2 separate regions of the Zea mays genome follow, and region 2 is linked to region 1. The links are chromatin contacts, called in public Hi-C maps. All regions are on one chromosome and are shown on one strand. Each heading gives the region's core, a stretch centred on a gene start, on an enhancer-like site or on the middle of the called end of the contact. The rest is flanking DNA. Distances are from core to core; before and after follow the strand shown. Region 1 overlaps LOC100284180 (40S ribosomal protein S24). Region 2 holds the start of LOC100192583 (NADH-ubiquinone oxidoreductase subunit).

Region 1 (5,913 bases), core at 2,518-5,017:
GGGCAAAGAGCGCATTGGATCAACTCTCGCTTGCCAGGCTCTACATAATAGGCATACTTCCAGCCTGGATCATCAGATTTGGGCTTCCTTTTTGGATCTTTCAGTGGATCATATCCATCACTTTGTATTTGAGAGCCAGTTGCAGATGCTTCTGTGCTAAAATCAGTCATTTCTCCTCCAATCTATTCTGCAATAATGGAATGCATGTTCAGAACACAGCACTTCAATCCTTCAGCAAGTGAGCAACAGGAACAGAAGCAACTGCTATTCTGTTCGGGTGCTGTGCAGTGCTGGAGTAGCCGAGTAGCGACCAGGTCTGAAACGAAGCCTTGCTGTTGCCGGGAACCGGGATCCCAAATGGAAGGGAAACAACAGAGCCTTCGTTGAAATATGTGCTAGACGGAACCAGAAAAATAGAAATGACTGAATGTTTTAACAGTAAAACAAATCAGAGGCTAGAGGAGCAGGCGAGCAGACATCGGCATATACCTGAGCCTGAGGAACAACAGACGTCGGGCGGCCGGCGGACAGGCCCTGCTGTGGCGGGTGGCGGACGTCCCTGTTGTGGGGGCGGCGGATGGGCGGACGCGGACAGGGACGGCGCGGCCTGGCACAGGCGATGGCGGCCTGGACTCCTGGAGGTGCCGCGGCGGCTGCACCGGATGGGCGGACAGGGACAGGGACAGGGACGGCGCGACCTGGAGGCGCCGCGGCGTCTACAGCGAAGTGGCAGACTGGACGGACTGGGCGGAATCCTAATTGGGCTGGCCGCTGGGCCAAATTTTACAGGCGGAAGTAAAACGCCCGAAACGCGGCATTTAACGATATTTTGCGTTTAAACGTCAAAACGTGACGTTTAAACGTCGTAAAACGACGTTTTACACGCAAGTGTTAAACGTTTTAGCGTTTCGGTGTTCTGGCAGCGTTTTATAGTTTAAACGTCGTTTTAATAAGCATGACAACAATCCAGACGAAACCACAGTTTTTAAGCAAAGCTTATTTTTACATAAAAGTGCAGCTACGTAGCTAACAGACCAGCTATAACTAGTTCACCAGAAGGACACCCCAGAAATTGAACGGTAGACAACCACAGAAATGCGCCAAAATCACCCTTCATCCAGAAATGCGGCGGTCTCTCGGACACCACCCAAACGACCTGCACACCACTTCACTTGCTATCTTTCTGATTAGTCGGCTTCCTTGGACCATCTCTTTTTCCTTCTCTCTCTGACGAATAGCCCAAGAATCCAGCCAAAAGCAACAGAGAAATATTATTATAGCAGGATCAAGGAGAATTTTATCACCAAATAACCAATGATTTCTGGTTCTCCAAATAGCCCAAAACACAGCTCCACAACCAAATATCATTAAATTGGAGATTCTGTCTTTAGATTTGTTCAGCCATCTGTCACAAAGTTCCCCAATGCTTTTTGGAATGAAATCAAGATTTAAGGCAATTTGAATCACTCGCCATACAAATCTAGCAATGGAACATTTAAAGAACAAATGTTCAATCGATTCCAGACCACCACAAAAACAGCACTCGCTTGAGCCATGCCAACTTCTTTTTATCAGATTATCTTTTGTAAGAATTTTATTTCTTACCACCAGCCAAATGAAAACTTTGATTTTTTTGTGGTAACTTAGATTTCCACAAGAACCTGTAAGGAACAGTCGCCTGATCAATCGAATTTTTCTTATATAAAGAATTAACAGTAAAACCTTTGTTACCCATACACCATTTCACTCTATCCTCTTGAATTGACAGAGTATAATTAGCACATAAAGCAACTAATTCACCATAAAGTACTTGCAGGTTACCCATTATTCTTCTTCTGAAGGAAAGAGCATCAAAATTTGAGGACAAGACCTATGTTCAGACAAAGATGGCATGTATAAAGCAAACAATAATTCAAAGCAGGAGTACTTAATATAAGCAAACATGAGTTTTACGCATAAAGGGGATACACAAAAGATAGTCATTCATAAATATGAGCCTCAGCGTCATCCTCATACCTTTGGAAGCTGTCTTCTGGCACAAATGTAACGACAAGTGCAGAATTAGCAAATGTACGCCTTCACCTCTAACCAATTTATAGGGTTGAGCCTTTACACAACTTTGTGTGAAATTACATTTTGGTCCCTATTTTGCACACGATAACGTTTCACATTCGAGGGGGAACATTTATGTTATTTCTCTGCGCAAATGTGATACACGTTTGCGCTGAAACTTTTTATGTCATCTTTTCGCTGAGGCTCCTTTTATGATCTGACTTCGGCTGAAGGCTTTCTTTCTCGATGCTGAAGCTTTACTATCAGTACCTTTGGCCCTATGCACCTTTCGCTCGCCTGCATGTCCCAAAGCAGTGTGATGAAGGTTTAGTGATCTGAGGTGGATTTTCTTCGGGTCAAGCCAACAACCTTGACTTGAAACATCACCTAAACACAAATTTTATTATTCTTGACCTTCGGCTGGAGACCTCCCCAACAACTGCTTTTTTTTGTAAATGGTTTCATATCGATATGCACTCTTATTTGTAAATGGTACCTGTGATTGAGATCCTGCTAGTAGAAACCAAAGGACATGCAACCTTTATGCCGAAACTACAGTTTTTTTAGTGTGCCTTTCATTCCTGTTCTGAGCTAAGAAACTGTTTTTACCACAATTTTGTCATTGCAATATTTTCATTTACATTACAATAGTCTACTTCAGATACTTGTCTATGATGACAATATCATGATGCAATCTAGTTTCAACGTTGAACAAGAACTGTTTGTGATATAGATATCGTTGGAAGCTCTTTTCCCTTGCTGGTATTCAATAGTAATAGCGTATTAATGCATGCCCGAAATGATATTTTATTGTTGTATTGTAAGTTTTGATTGACATGAACCTGATGGATGTTCACTATACTGCTTTTTTGTGTTCTGTTTTGCCAGAATGGTCTTGCTACTAAGGTTGAGAAGTCCCGCAAGCAAATGAAGGAGCGGAAGAACAGGGCCAAGAAGATCCGTGGTGTCAAGAAGGTGAGTTATCTACATACAATGATACTCCTTACCTGCAGCTCTCTTGTGCAGTTTATAGTGTGGACTTACCGTGTCACTAGTGCTTACATATGCTAATGTAATATACACTTTCTGTCTTTTACAGACCAAAGCTGGTGACGCCAAGAAGAAGTAAACGTTCGTTTACATTTGTATTACTGTTCTGGGCTCTGGGTGGTCTAGCTGCAATGTCATAATTATGGTCGTGTTAGGTTTTGTTCCACCCTTGGCACTGAAGTGATTTTTTTTGTAATTCCTCGGCACTGAAGTGAAGTTTTGTCTGAATATTGCCTCGTAACATAATTGCCCGGTCCCTGTTCTAGTTGTGGCGCAGTCTGGTTTGTTTTGACATTTGTTTTCAAGGTTCATCCTTATTTGCATTGCATTTGTTTATGGCTTGACGTTAACATTTGGAACAAGTATTTGTCACCGCTCATGTCGATGGTGTAAAACATGATAGTTATGTTGTCTTCCCTGGGCTGTGTAAAATAAGGGATTTGCAATATGACATTATTTGCAGAGTGAAGTTTGAAATAAGAGATAGGGAAGCTGACGAAGATAGCCTTACAAGTCTTATTGGTATCTAATACTCGGTGGACTGGATCTACGTCGCCTCGCCGCCTACTCCTCGTAGATCTAGTTGCCGGTGGACTGGATCTATGTCGCCGCCTACTCGCCTCTCCTTGGTCCGCCCCCCTTGGCTGCCTTCTCGTCTCTTCTATAAGGTCCTCTGGCTCTGTCCTACGTCCCTCTATAGATATAGTCCTCCACCGACCACTGTGCCGGTGTGTTTGTGCCCGTTTGGCCATCTACACGTGTAAGTTTTGAGGATTTTGGCTCTGTTTTTTTATGTTCTTTGCTCTAGATCTTTGCATCTTCTCTGACTCTGGATTTACTCGTGTTGCACGTTTGTCATGTGTTGTTGCCGGCGTAACCGGTGCTCCGGCCTAGGTAAACAAGTAACCTTGATCTTGCTCTCTAACCCTAAGTTGCTTTTTCTCTAAATCTTGCTCTAAACCCTATTCTTTTGGATTTTGTAGACCTAGCCGTGAGAAACTGGTGCGCCGGTGATGGAGAGTCAACATGATGCGACCTTCGTCAACCATGAGCTCGTCATAGATAGGTTTTTAATGAGACATCCATTGCATTAGCTCAGTTAATCTATATATATCATCTGTTGTGACAGTGTGTGATGATGCCTGTGCAAGTGTAACACAAGCTGTGTTTTCTGTTCTTGTCGTGTCTAATGGCCCAGCGTGCCAAACGGGTCAGCCTGTCAGCACGACCCGCTTAATCTTTAACCGGGTCGTGCTCGTGTCTTTGGCTGAGCACGTCCAGTGGCACGACACGACAGTACGACACAACTAAGTAATCGTGCCTGCTGTGCCGTGCTACGATCGTGCTCGGGCCGGGTCATGCAGTGCCACCCTTTTGGCCATCTATACTCTGATCCGCTCGAGTAGGGATCCATGGCGAGGAAGCTCATCAGCGACAACAAGAAGAGAAAAGGGTCTCAAGAACATGATCCCTCTGTCCGAGTTCGAGGATAGGCTTTGAGTTGCCCGTTTTTTATACATGTTATCGTGCTAATTAGATCTGCGTTTTGTTATGTTTGCTGCATGCTAATTTTGTTCTTCGTTCAATAGGAAACTTTTAGTTGTATAAGAGCAGTTGTGCTAAAGTTAATGAAATATGTCGGGTGTGAAATAGTTTGTTCATTTCACCTTCTTAGAACTCTTGATATCAGTTGATTGTCAGATGTGAAATATAGCTCTTTTTTAGGGCACCTTCTTACAGGATATCAGTTGATTGTTCGTTTTGCTTAGCATAAACAGACCCCGCCAATTTTAAAATCGAAAATGCTATACGTCCGACCAGTGTGTACGACCTTTGTCAAGCAAATTCTAAAGGTCCAAACACAACTGTTGAATAAAAATTCCCTACAAAATATCCAAATAACTTTGAACCAAATTTTCTATAGCTGAATAGGCATTGTAGGTTTTCTCTTCGTCGGATACACAACAGAGGCGTTATATTAAGGAAAAGAAGAAAGGGAGTCTTAAGTGACGTGTACAACCCCTTAAAAATGGGCACTGCAGGAGCACAGGCCTGACAGAAAAAAGAATGTGGCAGTTGAATGTTATAACCGTTATAGACAAATATCCACTGGAGCAATTGTATACCTGCTATACCTTCAGAATCTGAAGGAACTACAAGCAGAAATTAATCATCCACGGCCTGGAGACGTTGAGAATAGGAGGCTGACAAGAGCGCCGCTCCAGTGCCTGAGCCATCTTCGGCAAGTTTTATCACTAAAGAGGACGCCACTCCCTCCCCAAGCAAGTCTCTAAGAGTGCTCTCCATGCACTGGGCGAAGAAAGTATAATGCTTGTAAACTCCGCCATCCACAGCAATCACCGTCTTTTGTTTGTCTGGGCTGGCAACGTCTCGCCCAAGCTTTTTGAGGATGCCGTGTATCCCAGCAGCAGCAAGTCGTGCAGCGCGACTGGCAACAACCTCGCAGACATCCACTACCAATTTCCTTGTTTTGAAACAGGTGTCTTCTATCTGAAAACCAAACAAGAAAATGTGTTTTGTAGGGACTGAACAAGTGGTAGAATAATTTAACATTAAGACTGAAAGATGAATACCCTGAAGACTTCTTTCAGCTTGTTGCCAACCGTTCTGAGATCAGGCGATGTGTCTTGATGCATCATCAGCACGTGATATGTTCTAGAATTCAATACATATTCACCCTTTTAGTTAGCAGCAGTAGTGTGAAAAATGAGAGAATACGTACTCACATTTAGTTTGAAAAACTGTCAAGACATGTTATAATACAGGCTAGATGAAAACCTAGAAAATTAA
Region 2 (5,913 bases), core at 2,452-4,951, 380 kb after region 1:
ACCCATTGATGGCAGATAAACATAGTTAGAGAACTCAGCTCCTAGCATGGAGAGGATAGATCTTGTTGAAATGCTCTGCATTTTAGTTTCCTGGACACATACCACATCCACTTGAGAAGAGTCCACTAGCTCTTTAACTGAGTCTTGCCTTACAGAGGAGTTTAGGCCTCTCACATTTCAGAATACAATTTTGTTTGGATTCATGGATAACAGTCTACAAAACACTACCACAAAGAACGGGGGGAGGAACATAGGCTTAAACAAGCACTTCTGGTGGCGTGGACCAACCGAAAAGAGCTGACAAGGCCTCCACCTGGTTCTGAGAAAGTGGGTGCTTGAAAAGCTCTGCATAAGCCTTGAGGGCTTCCTGACTGATGCCTTCATCTTCAGCAATGATCTGCAGGGCTCTCATGGCCTTTTTGGTGGCCCTGCCACCCCAATCTTGCATGCTGAATTCCACCCCTGCTCCAGCGACGCGACGGCTTTGTCTTGGCGCAGCAGCAGATGGTGTTTGAGAGGGAGGAATTGCTTTCTTGCTGTTTCTGTTTGGTATCAGCAGAAAAGCGTCAGGTCTTCTACAGATTTTGTTGAGGAACTCTTCCTTTCTTGTCTCAGACGGAGCACCCATGGTTGTGAAGGCGTCAGGTCCTGGGTCAGTTTTATGCCCATTTTCCATCACCAGCAAATCCCTTCCTGTTCCATCTTGTTGACCGTCATGAAATTGATTTGCTCTTGACCCTCTGTGGTAATAGACTTTCAGAGTTTTAGTTGGCTCTTTCTGTAAGGTTGCAGCTGTCTCAAGCGACCCAGGCAGATACTGAGGCGAGACAGGCTCAGGCATGGCCATCTCCGGCGGCCCAGTACCTTCGAGTGGCGAGACATCAGCCGGGGTCATCTCTGGCGTCCCAACTCGAGGCTGGGGCGATACATGCACATAAGGCACGATCTCAAGCGACCCAGCTCGAAGGTGAGGCGAGACAGACCCAGGCATCGTCGTCTTCAGGAGCCCAGATAGACAATGGGGCGAGACCGACGCTGGAAGAATCGTCTCTAGCGGCCCCGGGCAAAGCTGGGGCGAGACAGGCTTTGGAAGCCATGTCTCTAGCGGCCCAGTTGGCCGATGGGGCGAGACCGAGGCATTCCAGGCCATCTCAGGCGGCCCATTCCGGCTCCGGGGTGAGCCCGCTCTGCTAACCCCAGGGGTTCACCATTCGACATATCCACCAGCACGTTTCCAACAGTCCTATCACATGCAGCAATCAAGTGGCATCGGGGACTGTTTATCTTCCCCGGGGAGATCAGTCCATCAATATCTGCTTCGGGAACCTGCAAACCCACCTCTCTGTCACATGCAGCAATCAAGTGGCATCGGGGACTGTTTATCTTCCCCGGGGAGATCTGTCCATCAATATCTGCGTCGGGAGCCTACAAACCCACCTCTCTGACTTCATGGGGCTCCTCAGATACAGGTGTTGCATCAACACGCAGAGAAGAGAGCGCATCTCGCTCAGGATCTGACGTCTCCCCTCTCGAGGTCTTTGACGGCGCGGGATGCGCAGCCCAAGGCGCAAGTGTGGCAGCACCGCATCCCAACGGCAACTGCGGGCCCAGGCGAAGATGAACCGGTCGCCGCTGGATCTGGGAGCCGCTCGAGCGACGAGACCGGGGGTCCTGGTCCTCGCCGCCGCCGTCACCACCAGGTCTCCTACCGAACACCAGAGGTGGGGGCGGTGGAGGCTCCATGTCCGTAGCAAGTAGGTCTGTCGGGGTAGCGCTCACACTGATCTTGTAAGTGAGGCATCTCTTCTCAAGTGTGTGCAAACCTGGCTCGATGATGTGGAGGTCCATAGCACGGTGTAGTCTTCCAGGATCAAAACACCAAGCACTGACCCGAAAGGATGAGTACTCTTTCTTTTGCAAAGTGTCGGGGTGCGCTTCCGATATCCAGCATGAGTCTCTCAAGATGTTTTCTGTCGTAGAACGAAACCAAGCATGCTCTGGAATCCCTCTAATCTCAACCTCCATCATACCAGACATGATCATCGAAGATGCATGAGTAAACCTCGACCAGCGCTTGAACATCATACTGAAATGAGGCCCCCTGTATGCCTTGCCACCATTAAGCACCCTTGAGGCAGTTTCTTCATCGGGTAGAATCAAGAGGAAATCCTCTGGCAGGACTTGATGAATCCACATGGCTTCAATATATCAATGTATTATTACTGCCTCCAATCAAATAACGATGCCACACTGATCAAAATCAAATGTTATTTGAAAACTGGACACAATACCTTCATTTGAGGGTTTACCATGTTTGTTAAAGAAGTGGTGACATAAAAGTACTTGGACTCTTTGAGTGGCAACTTTAGATGTTAATTAGACATGGTCCTAAATACTTATGCAGAGAAGTGACTTTGAATGCAATGGTGAGCCAACATCCAAAAGCGATGCTGGGTTTGCTAGAGCAAACCGGTGTGTCAGCATCTACACTTCTACAGTCAGTTAGTTAGTACTAACAAGCATTGCAAAACCAGTACAAGATTAGAATCTAGTTCTCCAAAACCTCTTAGTGCAGAAAACAATACAAAAGACACAGATTAGAACGAAGTTTATGTTTGAACTTCAACAATTTGCCATCGACCTGCTAAAGAGAAGGAACACAACTTCATAACCACATATCTTAGAAACGTGCAACTCAAACAACATGTCTCCTATGCAAAATTTGTACCAAGAAATTGGCAATATTGGTTAGAATGATATGCAAACTAAGTCATACTATAACAACCTCCAGAAGACAATACGTGAACAAGAAAAATGGTAGGTTTGGATTGATGACACCTCAGTGTTCAGTAAAATCCCTATACAAATAGCCTCATAAGCCTATTATATCATGTCCGCACGGAGCAAATTGATCAATTACAATTATGTTCAAAACTTGTTGATACAAGTTCTAATAATTTTTAGAAGACATGCAAATAACAAAGTCTGAGGCTGATTGTCAAATGTCAAATCAAAGTACCATATCATACTTCAACAATACTATCGACATGGTGTTCTTGGGAGTAAACTAAAAATTCTCCATGTAATGGTCTGGGACAACATGTTTCTACAGACGCTATGGCCAATCAGTAGTCAAAATCTAATTCTATGGATCCTATTTCTTCGGTGCAAAGGTATAAACATATTGCTTTATATTCCCCTACCCAGATCCTTTATGAGATCTAAGGACCCCCAAAATCTTAAATCGGCTTAATCAGTCAAGATGAGGAATGTGTTACTGACTTGCGGAGGGCTGGAGCCATTTTGTTGGTGAGCGTGCCGGCGACGATCATGCAATCGGACTGGCGCGGCGAGGGACGGAAGATGACGCCGAACCGGTCGAAGTCGTAGCGGGACGCGCCGGCGTGCATCATCTCGACCGCGCAGCAGGCGAGCCCGAAGGTCATGGGCCAAATCGAGCCCTTACGCGCCCAGTTCATCAGGTCATCAACCTTGGAGACCACGAACTCGGCCGTCTTCGACATCGCCGGTGGGGGCGCGCCCCCGTATGGCGCTGGGGAGGTCGGGGAGGCGCCCGCAGCGGCAGCGGCGGCGGCGGAGTACGACCGCGGGGTAGAGAGGAAGGCCAACCGTGCGGTGCGCGGGAGCAACGCCATGGTCAGTCGCTAGGGTTTCCTCACCTCGTGGAGGAGGAGGCAGAAGCGTAGGACGATTTGGTGAGCCTTCCGAGTAGGGATGTTCCTAAAACATCCGAATTATATCACAAAACTAATATTTTAGCATAGATATACATAGAATTTAAAGCTAATTTTTGGCAATGTTATTAAAAATATTATGAAGTATTTAAATAAATTTTTATATAATTTTGTATGTATATTATTTTCTCCCTACATACAATAAAAAAGGTGAAAAAACATTCGAATCCGTATTCGAATAGACATCCGAAGTTTATATAAATTATTTAAAAATATATAGAATGAATTTAATGTTTATTTTTTGTGAAGGTTAATAGCTTCAATGCTAAAAACAAGAATATAAATTTACATAGCAAATTCTATATGTTATTTGTTCATAATCAAAGAAAGAAGACCAAAAATTTAACATCCGAATAAGTATCCGGATCCATCCCTACTTCCGAGTGTGAACAACCTGGTTGTCGCAAATCCCGATCCGGACTCCGAACCCTCCTAACAATAGGGACATGAGAAGTTGTAAAAGTCCGCTCCCTTTCCAGCAACCAAACACACAAAGAAATACTCCCTCCGGTTTCCTATTAGTTGTCGTTTAGGACAACGACACGGTCTCCAAAATATAACTTTAACCAATGTTTTTTTGTTAAAATATAAATGAACTCTTAATACATTTATACTTTTATAAAAGTACTTTTTATGACAAATTGGTGCATATAAATATTAGGTTCCAAAACTAAATAATAAAATAGTTATTTGTAGTCAAAATTTTATAAGTTTGACTTGAACCTTATCCAAAACGACAACTAATAGGAAACCGGAGGGAGTAAGAGACACAGTGGAGATAAGCTCTTTCTATCTCTGTCTTTATTATGAGGGGTATGGATACATATATATAAGCTATGAACCTCCTGAGGGCAGTTTTGGTATTAGTCCATTAAACCTCTTTTAGGATTTCTCAACACTCTCCCTTAGGTGAATACTGTGACGACTTATGTCTCATCAAAACTCCGAAAACCCCAGTGGGAAAAATGGAGAAAAGAGACATAGTGCCACTCGATGTATTGCACTTGCTGCCTCGTTAAAAACCATATGCGAGAAACTTCACGAAAACTCACAATGAGAAAAAGAGTACAACAGGTGTCTTTAGGACATCTATAACCTTTAAGGTGTATAATATACAATCTTCAGGTCGAATTGTAAGGGCTTAAGTTCATAGGTGATCTCCCACTGAACCCTGCAGGTCTCTCAAATGTTTCATCCCTATACCTCGTACACATTTTCTGAATGTGACAGCAGGTAAGGATTTAGTGAATAAATCAGCCAGATTATCACAAGACTTGACTTGTAGGATTTTTACCTCACCCTCGTTCTGGAGTTCATGAGGATAAAAATACTTAGGACAAATATGCTTAGTCATATTGCTCTTAATATAGCCCGTTTCTATTTGTGCAACACATGCAACATTATCTTCATAGATAATGGTGGGGGTATTTGCGGTGTTAGAACCACATGACTTCTTGATGTGGTTAGTCATCCATCGTAGCCAAGCACATTCTCGTGCGGCTTCATATAGTGAGATTATTTCTAAGTGGTTAGTAGACGTTGTTACTAATGTATATTTGCACGATCTCCAGAATACAGCAGTGCCACCACATAGAAATACAAAGCTAGTCTGAGATATACCATTATGGGGATCTGACTGATATCTAGCATCAGCATAGCCCACCATAGTCTGATCCTGATTCTTCGGGAAAAACAGGCCAAGATCTTGAGTGCCTTTAAGGTATCTAAATATAGTCTTAACACCTACCCATTGTCTTCTGGTTGGGTCTGCACTGTATCTAGCTAGTAGATTTACCGCGAATGCAATATCTGTCCTGGTGCAATTCGCAAGGTACATCAGTGCTCCAATAGCGCTGAGATAAGGAACTTCAGGTCCCAATGATTTCTCATCATCGCTCTTTGGTCTAAATGGGTCAGTTTCCATTTCGAGGGATCTCACGACCATCGGGGTATTTAAAGGGTGAGCTTTAATCATATTAAATCTCTTAAGGACCTTTTTACAATAGGTCGACTGATGTACAAATATTCCTTCTATGAGATGCTCAGTCTGCAGGCCCAAGCAAAACTTGGTTTCTCCCTATTCTTTCATTTGAAACTCTGTCTTGAGGTAGGCGTTGGCCGTCTCAATATCCTCAGCATATCCAATGATATTCAAGTC

Evidence for each region. A called contact is a pair of places that touch in the nucleus more often than the background predicts.
Region 2: a Hi-C map of tassel shows a contact between it and region 1, with 2.2 times the contacts expected there. The contact joins the promoter of LOC100192583 here to the enhancer-like site in region 1. A contact is called at or near these places in 2 of 25 Hi-C or Micro-C datasets (ear and tassel).

The regions. Positions count from the first base shown.
Region 1 is chr3:207,051,479-207,057,391 of Zm-B73-REFERENCE-NAM-5.0, forward strand. LOC100284180 (40S ribosomal protein S24) reads left to right here. Exons shown (of 5, transcript NM_001157076.2): 4 at 2,941-3,027; 5 at 3,152-3,515. The coding sequence ends at 3,181. It overlaps LOC100279587 (hexokinase6), which reads right to left. Exons shown (of 9, transcript NM_001152584.2): 8 at 5,697-5,778; 9 at 5,004-5,613. The coding sequence ends at 5,269. Among protein-coding and RNA genes, the nearest start is that of LOC100284180, 4.6 kb to the left of the region's middle. Within about 2 kb of position 3,768, at least 11 of the 20 cell types and tissues checked have an H3K27ac peak or open chromatin away from gene starts, as enhancers often do. A contact at or near this core is called in ear and tassel, where this site is marked.
Region 2 is chr3:207,428,620-207,434,532 of Zm-B73-REFERENCE-NAM-5.0, forward strand. It overlaps LOC100192583 (NADH-ubiquinone oxidoreductase subunit), which reads right to left and starts at 3,702. Exons shown (of 2, transcript NM_001137798.1): 1 at 3,283-3,702. The coding sequence starts at 3,656.